Regions from separate parts of the Mus musculus genome. Here region 1 is linked to region 2. The links are chromatin contacts, called in public HiChIP or PLAC-seq maps. All regions are on one chromosome and are shown on one strand. Each heading gives the region's core, a stretch centred on a gene start, on an enhancer-like site or on the middle of the called end of the contact. The rest is flanking DNA. Distances are from core to core; before and after follow the strand shown. Region 1 has its middle 21 kb from the start of Gm34434. Region 2 has its middle 6.2 kb from the start of Gm33867.

Region 1 (5,467 bases), core at 169-2,668, 660 kb after region 2:
CTCCTGGCTGTGGACAGACCAATGACACTCTCCAGCTGGGCAAACGCCCGTGTAAAATCTCTTCTGCTGCCACTAAATCTAAGTAGCACATTTGCCAGAAGGTACAGGAAAAATGACACTCCCTTTCTGAGACCATGAGGTGATGTCTGGTTTTTCCTCAATACAATGGCAAGCCGGTTATTAATTCATCCAGACAAAAAAATATAGATGCTGTCATCGTATAAACATGAGTCCCTGAGCAGAATGGGGCCTCAGGCCATCAGGGGGTGCAGCATATGAAGTGTGCTGAACTCTGGGACAAAGGACAAGATCACTTTGTTGAATGGAAAATGGGAGATGAGAGAAGACCCTGAAGTGGAAAGAATGAAACCTGGGAGCCAGGATGTGCTTTTAGAGTTCTGGCGTTGGCCCTGCTCGGTTATCTGTGTGACCTTGACCAAGGGAAACGGTGTTCCTCTCTCCCAACAATGCTGCGAGGCTCAGATTGTGGGTTTCCCTGAACAGACGAGGAAATAGCGGCTCCAGGAGTTTATCCAAGGTCAGGCCCAGGTCGGTGGCCACACCAAACTTCCAACCCACATCTGCCCAAAGTTCACAAACATGTTCCTCTGACAAGTCCCAGGCCCTCTGGGCTGTGATTCTCTGTCTATACCAGGAAGGGGTCCACTCCAGAAATAGCAAACTGTGATTATAGGGTTTCATCGGTCCCTTAAAACTCTGTTTTAGTGCACACAAGCCCCACAGTGATAACAAAAGGGCCTTTTAAAAGGATTTATCCATCTATAAAAGCTACTGGGTTTTATTTCCCAATATGGGCAAAGAACACCAAAACAAATGTGTTAGGACATCAAATCCCCTTTAAAATTTAGGGCAGGGAAAAAAGAGACTCGGAGTATATTAGGGGGTAGCGATAGTGTGGTGTCCTCAGCAGTGGGACTGGGTCCTCAGCAGGGTCCAGCTGCAGGCATTGCTTATCGGGAGCCAGTGGCCTCCCAGGCTAATTGCATTCTGACGATTGTTTAGCCTTGATAAACACAGCAGTTTATCTGGCTACCGGTTCGGATCTGGACAGAAGCAGATGGAGCACACTTGCAATAACCTCAGAGATAAAACTTTCCTATCTCAGGCAGTTGATCTCTTCCTTCAAGGGTCATATTGTCCAGCAACGGCCACCTCTGAAAGAAGGAAGTGGGGGCAAGCCAAGTGTGCACAGTGGCAAGCCAAGTGGGCCTTGCTTGTCTATAACTACCCTCCCTGCTAACCCTACAGTTAACCTGCCCAAGACATCAGACGAGTCAGTAAATAAATGGAGGAAATGCGAAACGGGACCCCGAAGCCAAGATCCTCTAACACAGCCCGCTTTAAAATGAATCCTTCCTCAACTTGCTTTGGTAAAGGAAGGGAAAGTGAAAGCTTACCAACTAAGACAGGAAATGAACTATAGCTCAGAAGCTCCCAGGCACTGCTAGGCCTCAAACTCACCATGTGACCAAACTCAGCACCATAGTGGACTGAGCTAAATAATGTCTAAGACCTTCTGGACCTATTGCCTAGCCCTCAATTAGATGAGCCCTTCCATGTCTCACATGTAAGGTAGCAACCAAAAGTTACAGTCTACCTACTCAAACCCTGGCTTGACACCATCCCACTATTTTGAAACCCTCCAGGAGAACCTGGGAGGCCCAGTAGCTCGGCTACGGAAAGAACCGTCAAAGCACAAGAGAGAACAGATTCTCTGATCAGACTCTTCTACCTCAAGAAGTTCCAACTAGGAATCGCTGCCCTAATTTTCACTTTGGGGATGAGGAGAAGGAAAGGGGGGAGTTTCCTGGACAGAGTCCTCCAGGGTTGAGGTCATCCCTTTATTGGGGGCGGGTAGGAGCTCATTGCTCCTCTAAGCTTCAAGCTGGTTCTGGGCTGACAGTAGTTATTAATTAGGTCTGGCAAACTGAGTGGGTGCCGGTGCTGACAGATTTACACAGTGTGTGTAATCAGTTACGAAACTAGATACCAGCCAAGGCTAGCCCCCCAACCAACCCCACCCTTTAGGGGGGCTCTACTGCCTCCAATTTCCCACTCTACCCAGCCTCTGGCAACAATGTTGCCTGGTTCTGAGCCCCACCTCTGCCGCGGCTCTGATCCTCACCCCTACACCCCAGCCTGTTTTCTGTCTTCCTTTTGGGTTGTGATTCACGGCAGATACTAGAAAGGAAATGGCCCTCTTCATCCTTTCTACCACCGCTCTTATCTTTACAGGGTTCTTACAACTCATTTATGTGATGTCACACACGGACACGCTGTCACCAATCTGCCACAAGCACCGCCTTCAATATAGGAAAGCTCCAAACAAATGCCATTCTCCATGAGGACTCCCGTGGGCACAACTAGGGACCAGTTAACAGTAATGGGGGGCAGGGGAGGGGGGATATTTGCTTCCTGGGGCAGGTGGAAAGTTCTTTACCCTCCTGTCTGCTGATGTCATGGAAGTCAGCTTCCTGCTAGGCACAGCCCCAAGAGAAGCCAGCTCAGAAATGCAGAGTCCTGAAGGGGCTGTCCACAGCCAAAGCGTTAAATGGCCATCCTTCACTTCCAAAAAAAAAAAAAAAAAAAAAAAATCGAAAATGGGGTTATATGTAGCCCAGGCTGGCCTCAAATTCATTATATATACAAGGCTGATTTCCAACTTCTGATTTTTCTGCCTCTGCCTCCCAGGTACTAGGTCATGAGCCACCATACCCAGTTTTGAAGTTCATTTTTGAGTGCCATAAAAGACACGTAGCAGAACTAGTCCTGTATTCCTACTGAACGTAGAGGCCAGAGGACGGGAGGAGGGGGGAAGTTAGCACTGGAGCAAGGGCTGTTCACATCTCAGACAACTCACACCACCCTCTTCCTTCCTGCCTGCCTGCCTTCCCTCTCTCCTTCCTTCCTTCCTTCCCTTCCCTTCCCTTCCCTTCCCTTCCCTTCCCTTCCCTTCCCTTCCCTTCCTTCCTTCCTTCCCTTCCTTCCCCTCCCCTTCTTCCCCTTCCCCTTCCCCTTCTTCCCCTTCCCCTTCCCCTTCTTCCCCTTCCCCTTCCCCTTCTTCCCCTTCCCCTTCCCCTTCTTCCCCTTCCCCTTCCCTTTCCCCTTCCCCTTCCCCTTCCCCTTCTTCCCCTTCCCCTTCCCCTTCTTCCCCTTCCCCTTCCCTTTCCCCTTCCCCTTCCCCTTCCCTTTCCCCTTCCCCTTCCCCCCCTTCTTCCCCTTCTTCCCCTTCTTCCCCTTCTTCCCCTTCTTCCCCTTCTTCCCCTTCTTCCCCTTCTTCCCCTTCCCCTTCCCCTTCCCCTTCCCCTTCCCCTTCCCCTTCCCCTTCCCCTTCCCCTTCCCCTTCCCCTTCCCCTTCCCCTTCCCCTTCCCCTTCCCCTTCCCCTTCCCTTTCCCTTTCCCTTTCCCTTCCCTTCCCTTCCCTTCCCTTCCCTTTCCCTTTCCCCTTCCCTCTTCCCTTCCCTTTCCCTTTCCCTTCCCTTCCCCTCCCTCCCTTCCTTCTTTTCTCTTTGTTTTTTAGACAGTGTCTCACTATGCAGCCCTAGATGACCTGGAACTTCATGTATAGACTAGGCTGTCCTTGAAATCACAGAGATCCTTCTGCCTCCGCCTCCTAAATGCTAGGGTTAAAGGCCTCTGTGCCCAGCCAGCCTTTCTTCTCTTTGGTCAGACACCCTCTCTGTTGCCGTCTTCCTCTTGTGCTACCCATGTGCCCTCAATGGCCTCTCACTCCCGACATCCCATCCCCCACCCATTTATTTCTCAAGACTTGTTGAGTCAGTCAGCTTTCTGTTAGTGTAACACATGCCTGGGATAATCAACTTATAAAGAGAAACCTATTTTGACTCATAGTTTGGGAGTTTTTGGGTCCATGTTTGCTTGTCCCTCTTTGGGCTTAGGGTAGCACATCATGGTAGGTGGCCTAATCAGGATCACTGTGGCTGTGATGAAACGCCAGGACCAAAAGCAACTTGGAGAGGAAAGGGGTTGTTTTGCTGACACAGTGAGTGTCACAATCTATTGAGGGAAGCCATGGCAGGAGTTCCAACTGGTCAGGACCCTGGAGGCAGGAGCTGAAGCTGAGGCCATGGAGGGGTGCTGCTTAATCAGGTTTGCTCAGCCTGCTTTATTATAGAACTGAAGACCACCAGCCCGGGGATAGCACCACCCACGACAGGCTGGGCCCTCCCCCATCAATCACTAATTAAGAAAATGCCCTACAGCTGGATCTTATGGAGGCATTTTCTCTCAGGTGACTCTAGCTTATGTCAGAGTGACATAAAACAAGCCACCACAGTGGGAGTGTGTGACGGATACTATGGCTAGCAAGAAAAGAGAGAGGAAGAGACTGGGTTCCCATGAACATCCCATTAAAGGACTCCCACTAGACCTGGTCTTTTAAAGTTCCTGCCACCTCCCAATAACTCCAAGCAGTAACCAAGCCTTTAGCACCTGGACCTTGAAGGATACTCAAGGAACCAACCATAGACCTCGTCTCCATGGCTTCCTCAAGAAAGCCTGTTTTCCTGCTGCCCATCCCAAGGGTGTGGGTACCATGAAGATAGGTCTAAGACAGTACTTGCTACCAGTGTGTGGTAATACTAGACTAATGGCTTCCCTTAGTTACAGACAGCACTTTGGTTGTGTCTGTCTGTCTGTCTGTCTCCCCTTTCTCTCTGTGAGTGTATGTGTGTCTCTCTCTCTCTGTGTGTGTGTGTGTGTGTGTGTGTGTGTATGTATGTGTGATAAGTAAGTGTTGGTCAGAGGACAACTTTTAGAAATGGGTTCTCTCCTTCCATGAGATACATGGATTGGCCTCACTTCAGCAGGTTTGACCAGCGAGTGCCTTTACACATCGAACCACCTCATCAGCCTTCAAGAGCTTTTCAGTGGCCAGCATCTCTTGTTTGAAGTTCAGGCTGCCAACTCCCTCAACCCCCTCAGTGTTCAAACAAACAAACAAAAAGACTCCCTTATTGGGAGAATGCGGACCCATCTCCCTACACATCCCTGTATGTTCTGTTGCTCCCCCCAGCCCCCAAGCAAGGCCTGAAGGGTCCTTTCTTCAAGAAGGGAATGGCGAAGGGTGTAGGAGCTGTATCCCCACATCTGTCCATGCACTTGCTTCCTAGCAACCGATGAAGCCATATCGGATGGCCCTGTGGAATCAATCACTTGACTGGAGAGCTGTACCTGAACCCACTTGGCCTGCAGCTCACCTTCCAATTCACCAAGGTGATTTTCTTTTCTCCTGCTTACTCTCCCCTGCCCATTCACAGCTTCACTCAAAAAGCTCAAGGGTCTCTACAAGGCTAACACTCCGTGGAACCCACGCACCAACCCCAACCCGAGTGTCTCCATAGACCGAAGTCTGTCACACAGGCCAGGAAGAGAGCAGCTGCGGCTAAGGAGGTCCTGTTTCTTCCAGGCCTCTTTCCAGCTCCGT
Region 2 (5,735 bases), core at 2,691-5,190:
GGGATTCTCTCTCTACCTGCACTTCACAGTAGGAAAGCTGGGGTTGTAAAGATATGTTGCCTCTCCTGTCTTACATCAGTTCTGAAGCTTAGTTCCCAGATCCTCACGTCACCCATTTTACCCATTAAGCCATCCCCTCAACTCAGCAATTCCCTTTCAATTCCATGTGTTGATCTAGAAAAATAAAATACAATCTTACAATGTCCACTGTTCCTTTCAAGAGGCCGAGAAGGAGCCCAGAGGACTTGCACATACAGGGTCTCTTCAGGGCCTCCTTGACCCTTTTGCACTTCTGATTTGTTGTGGCAAGTAGGTACACACTCTGAAGCTCAGATTTCACCCACTCCCAGTGGGACAATACAAGATTCTCTGGAGGCAACCCTCTGCCTTAGTGGTTACCACTCTCTCATCCACTACATAAGAAAATCAATTGAAAATCTATAGCTGCACTGAAGGAGATGGAAGCCCAAGGTAACATGCAGGAAATAATACAAAACCTCTAAGAAAGGATGCTAAGCCCGGAAGAAAGGAAGATCCTAAGACCTCATCATTAGAGAACTGTGTTCTTTCACTTGGTTATATACTCAGTCGTACTAACTGAGCACATACTATAGGCCAAGTACCAATCTAACCCCTAGGGATTGAATGTTGTAAAAAAGCAGACATTCCCACTGTCTCCTTAGAGCTCACAGTTTGTTGAGGGAGAAGCATCTATCAGATAAAGATACAAATAAATTAATTAAGAGTACAAGTGCTAAGCAATGTGAAGGCTAATTATATGGTGCTGTGTGGGCATGTATGAGTCAGCCTCACTGGTTTTCGGGTGGAGGTGGTGGTGGGAGGGTCCTAGAGAAGGCATTCCTGGGAAAATAATTATTGAGCCAAGACTTAAAGAAAGTGTGGGCAATAGTTGTGCAGAACGAGGTGAGGAGGGACCAGAGCATATCAGTCAGAGCACAGAAAAAAAGAAAGAAAGAAAGAAAGAAAGAAAGAAAGAAAGAAAGAAAGAAAGAAAGAAAGAAAGAAACAAAGAAACAAAGAAGAAAGAAAGAAGAAAGAAAGAAAGAAAGAAAGAAAGAAAGAAAGAAAGAAAGAAAGAAAGGAAGGAAGGAAGGAAGGAAGAAAGAAAGAAAGAAAGAAAGAAAGAAAGAAAGAAAGAAAGAAAGAAAGAAAGAAAGAAAGAAAGAAAGAAAGGAAGGAAGAAAGAAAGGAAGGAAGGAAGAAAGAGGGAAACTGTGAAACTGTTCTTTATGATTTCTAAGGCCAGGTACAGCTATGGAGTCCATGCTGGTCTCAAATTCACAATCCTCCTGCCTCAGACTCCTCAATTCTACCTAGCTTTTGGTGGTTTTATTTTTGTTGTTGTTGTTGTTTTTTTTTTATGTATATGCATGTCTGCGTGAGTTCTTGCAATATATATGTCGGTTCCTAGGGAGGCCAGAAGAGGGTGTTGGATGTCCTAGAACCAGAGTTCTAGGACCGTAAGCTGCTAGACATGGGTTTAGGAACCAAGTGAGGTCCTCTAGCCAAGTACCAAGTGTTCTTATCTGCTAAGCCATCTTTCAAGCCCCACGTGTACTTATTCAGACGAAGATGGCAATGGTGGGATCTTAATGAGCTGTGTGCCTGCACATGAACTCAATCAGAGCTGTGACTGCAAGGACAAAACCTGCAGGAGATCAAGCCAGACAAAAATCCCAGCACAGAAAGGGAAGGGGCTTATCAAGTCCCGCCCCCAACCAAGGATCTATTGGCCATTGATGGCTGCTGGGGGAGGTAGAGTCAGTTTTCTTCAGGGAGGCAGTAGATGGTACCCTGCCCATGTGTATCCAGGCAGTACTAAGAGGACTCAGTGGGTTAAAAAACAGAGCACGTGAAGCTAGGAGGTAAAAGTAATGGAAGAGATAGGAGAGAGATTTAAGGAGAGGGTATGGGGGTAGACTTAATCAAAATACATTATATGCATTATTAACAATCAAAAACACCATGGGTATGTGCCAAGCTGGAAGTAGAGAATGGAGGGCAGATGACATATAGCTGTCTGTTCACAGGGGAAGAAAGGTATAAAATGATGCTGACGTTAGGTAAGATACAGGCACTCCTGCGGGAGTACGCAGAACCTATGAAAGCTATTGGAGGTGGCCCAAAGATTAGTGAGAGCCACCGGGGAGTGTGACATAGTGGCATGCCCAGCCTTCCTGCTGGTAAGGTTAGCTGCAAAGTATTGCACTCCCCTCTTCCCACTTCACGCCCAGTTCTACATCTCTTAGAGACCAAAGCAAGCTCAGCCTGCTTGTTGTACACTATTGAGACAGGTTCCCATTCCTCAGAAAAGACATTGATCTTGATGGAAGATGCTGCTGCAGTTTGAGCTGAAACCTAGTAGGCTTACCAAGGAATAATAGAGGCAGAGAATGAAAGACTCCGTTTGAAGCAACTCAGTTCGGCCACCTGCTAAGAGAAGGAACTTGCTCTGAATGTACGACTGTGTTACCTTTAACTTCCTTTCATGAGAGGAACCAACCTGTAACACAGAAAATACTCAGGACTCTCAGAGATTATCCAAAGTGAGAGTCATGTGATTTAAGTTGTTTACCTTCAGAAATAATGAGCTGATTCATAACAACAGAGAAATAACCACACTTCCATGGGACCGGCCAAGAAAGCCTGGCTATTATCCAAATTTGAGTAAATCACACCACAAACACATGTTAATTTTGGCCAACCCTTATTACTTTGCTGAATATTTATTCCTAGTTGTCTAAGCTACTCGTGTTCACTTTGCTCCAGATCTTCAAAATGCTGTGGACAGGGGGCGGTTTGCAAACTTCTGATCAGGCCCCTGGCTTTGAACTCTGCCAGCTGCAAGCAAAATCCTGCTTGGAAGACCTGAAGGATACATCCTCACCTAGACTTCAGATTTCTCTCCCTTTGTATTCCTGTTGCTCCCTGTGGCTGATGGGGTGTGGGGGTGAGGGGTGAGTGCTAAGAACAAGGGTTTTGCCCTGTCCTCTAGATGCACGTGGTCTGAGGGGAACTGTTACACTATTCCATTTCTTCACATGGATCTCTTGATTGCTACATACATGGGGAACTTAGACTAGATGGATGACAGTTGGGTACATGAGATCTATACTCAATCCGATCTCTGGACATGTGAAGGTTTTCAGTGATGCCTAATGTGTACCTTCAGTATCTGTTTGCCAATGCATGGCATTGCCATCCTACGTGTTTTTTTCCTCTTGTTCTCTTTTTCATCTCACACCTTATTTCTTCAACTATAATGTAGACTACCTGAGGAAAGAGAATATAATATATAATAATACATCCTGAACAACACGTCTTGACTGCTGACCACATTGCATTGCTACCAGATGCATGTCAGCTAACTAATGCGATGATAAATTCTTACAAGCAAGGCAACAGGAAAAGGGTTGGCTGTGCCAAATCAACCAGGAGTGGAGGTGTGGCAAGGTGGGAAAGACTGGAGTGAAGACACAGATTCATTGGTACTTTTTTAAAATAAAATATACATTTTCAATGTACTAATAATATAATGGCTCTATGATTTAATTGGTAGGTAGAAGCCAAGAATAGACCTCACTAACTCACACTAATGAGAGGTAGGCCCATTGCAGTCCAACTGAGGTCTTTCAGTAATTGATTTTTTTTTTTTATTTTTAAAATATGTGCTTGCCTCTCTCCAGCCAACATACACATACAAGTTGACTGCCATACAGAATACACTTTGTTCTTTCATTTTGTCGGGCGTAGTTGTGTTTTAATTATTTATGATAATACTTAATAGTATATTAGTAAGTGTCCTGTAGAGTGGCATGTAAAAGTAATGAAGTCTTAGTAACATGAGACCACGACAAAGCTCACAGCTATTAAATCTCTGCCCAGAAGTGAAGCGAGACTGTGGGGTTCTTTGTGAGCACCGAGGGCTTGCAGATTAGGGAAGTGAAAAGCAGCAACCTTCTCTGACTTACATTTATTAAGTATATACTGATATTTTAAAACTTATTGAATATGACTAATGGATTTGAATATGACCAACACGCTAAGATACATGTTTCCTCTCTGAGTGCTGTTTAGGAGGTATTAAGACTTCTCTAAAACTGGCTCAGCTGGCTTTCTACTTGATACCATTGTGCTGTACACTTTACTTTTATTTCTAACACTCACAAAACCACATTCTATCTCCAGAATATTAAGGATAATTAGAGCCTGTGAAGATTTTTAAATTTTAAATTAATCTCTTGTACAGTCATGGCTGGAATTATAATCATTTCCTGAGGAAAAATAAGATTAATGTTTTAAAAGTTATGTAAGACTTGACTTTACATATTTTTTTGCTATTGGTATATTTTACATACATTTATTTTTACTTAAATATTCTGTTACGTCCAACTTTCCAATTCCAAATTCCAGAAATAAATTTTACAAGATCCAGTTGAATAAATTCTGCCAAAAACCTCTACCAAATACTCCCTCTGACACCCTCTCCCTACAAGACAGTCCCCTCCTGGCAAGAACTTTGTTCTGCTCTGACCTTTTAAAATGTTTGCCCAGTGCCTTTGTCTAGGTAATTGAAGATGTCGCCCAGTCCTTGTCAGCCTTGCTGGATAGACGGTGTCTTCCCACTCTAAACTGCTCCTTCAGCATCTCCTTCCAGTTTTCTCCTTATTCCCTTGCTTTCTCACAACTCATCCCACATCCTCTTGGAAAAAAAATGCACATTGGCACCAGGCTCTTTTTCTAATCAGCTCTGTTCCCTCTCCTGCTAATTTTACAGAGTTTATTTTCTCACCTTGTACTCTACTCATAGAAAACTGAAGAGTGTTTGGTCCTATTACTAAAATATTGAGAATATGTGTGTTTCGAGACTGTACATTTAAAATGGCCATTTTTTAAATTATGGAGTTCTTATCACTACTTCAGTTTCACTAACAAAAGAATGGAAATTAAGCATGCGAATCAGAACAACAGTGGGAACAATAATAAAAGTCCAGAAAGGATGTCTTATCTCCATTATTGTGACTAACACTTGGTACAACCTCACAAATATCAAAACGATTAGCTTAGCTGAATATTTTTATGGGCGCCAGTCTTTTATAGAAACATACTGTTTACAAAAACTTAATCATTTTATTTAATCATCCGGTCATCTGAATTAAAATAGTCATCTTATTAAAATAGTTGATTGTGACTCGTGTACTTAGAAGAAGTATCCACGGGATACTGATTAAAGACCACAGCTAGAACAAACTTGGAATACCACATACATAGCTTTTCCAAGAGGAACTCAATCTGGAGCCTATGTCGATGGAGAATCTATACAAACTACAGTTGGAAAATCTCTTGGAAGTATTTGACCTTTACTGTGATATATTCAAAAACTGGTCATTTGCAGGGAGAGCTACTTGCCAGAAAGAAATAGAGTGGAGTTTAGATTTATGGCCAGATCACTCAAAACAGGGATTTGATGATCATGTTCAATTCCTAGGTAGATCTCTAGTCTACAAACTTAGGCTTAAGAGACAAGCAACACTTAAACACAGAGTATTAGAAAATCAAACCTTCAGGGGATAACTATGATTCATTCAAGAAGTCTGCATTCAAAATTAATTCCCAGCTTGGAAATTCCAAAACATAGAATGCGACTGTTTATAAATGGGAGTCATTATGCATAGGAAGGAGAGAGTTATACGTAGCTTATTCTTCCATAAAAA

What was found. HiChIP or PLAC-seq counts read pairs in DNA pulled down with a chosen protein or histone mark.
Region 1: an H3K4me3 HiChIP or PLAC-seq map of bone marrow-derived macrophages shows a contact between it and region 2, with 6 times the contacts expected there. The contact joins two enhancer-like sites. A contact is called at or near these places in 1 of 484 Hi-C or Micro-C datasets (cerebral cortex) and 2 of 115 datasets of contacts at active chromatin or transcription factors (bone marrow-derived macrophages and fibro-adipogenic progenitors).

What each region holds. Positions count from the first base shown.
Region 1 is chr3:144,400,058-144,405,524 of GRCm38.p6, forward strand. No RefSeq gene overlaps it. Among named protein-coding and RNA genes, the nearest start is that of Gm34434, 21 kb to the left of the region's middle. Within about 2 kb of position 1,419, at least 47 of the 459 cell types and tissues checked have an H3K27ac peak or open chromatin away from gene starts, as enhancers often do. A contact at or near this core is called in bone marrow-derived macrophages, where this site is marked.
Region 2 is chr3:143,734,166-143,739,900 of GRCm38.p6, forward strand. No RefSeq gene overlaps it. Among named protein-coding and RNA genes, the nearest start is that of Gm33867, 6.2 kb to the right of the region's middle. Within about 2 kb of position 3,941, at least 5 of the 459 cell types and tissues checked have an H3K27ac peak or open chromatin away from gene starts, as enhancers often do. A contact at or near this core is called in bone marrow-derived macrophages, where this site is marked.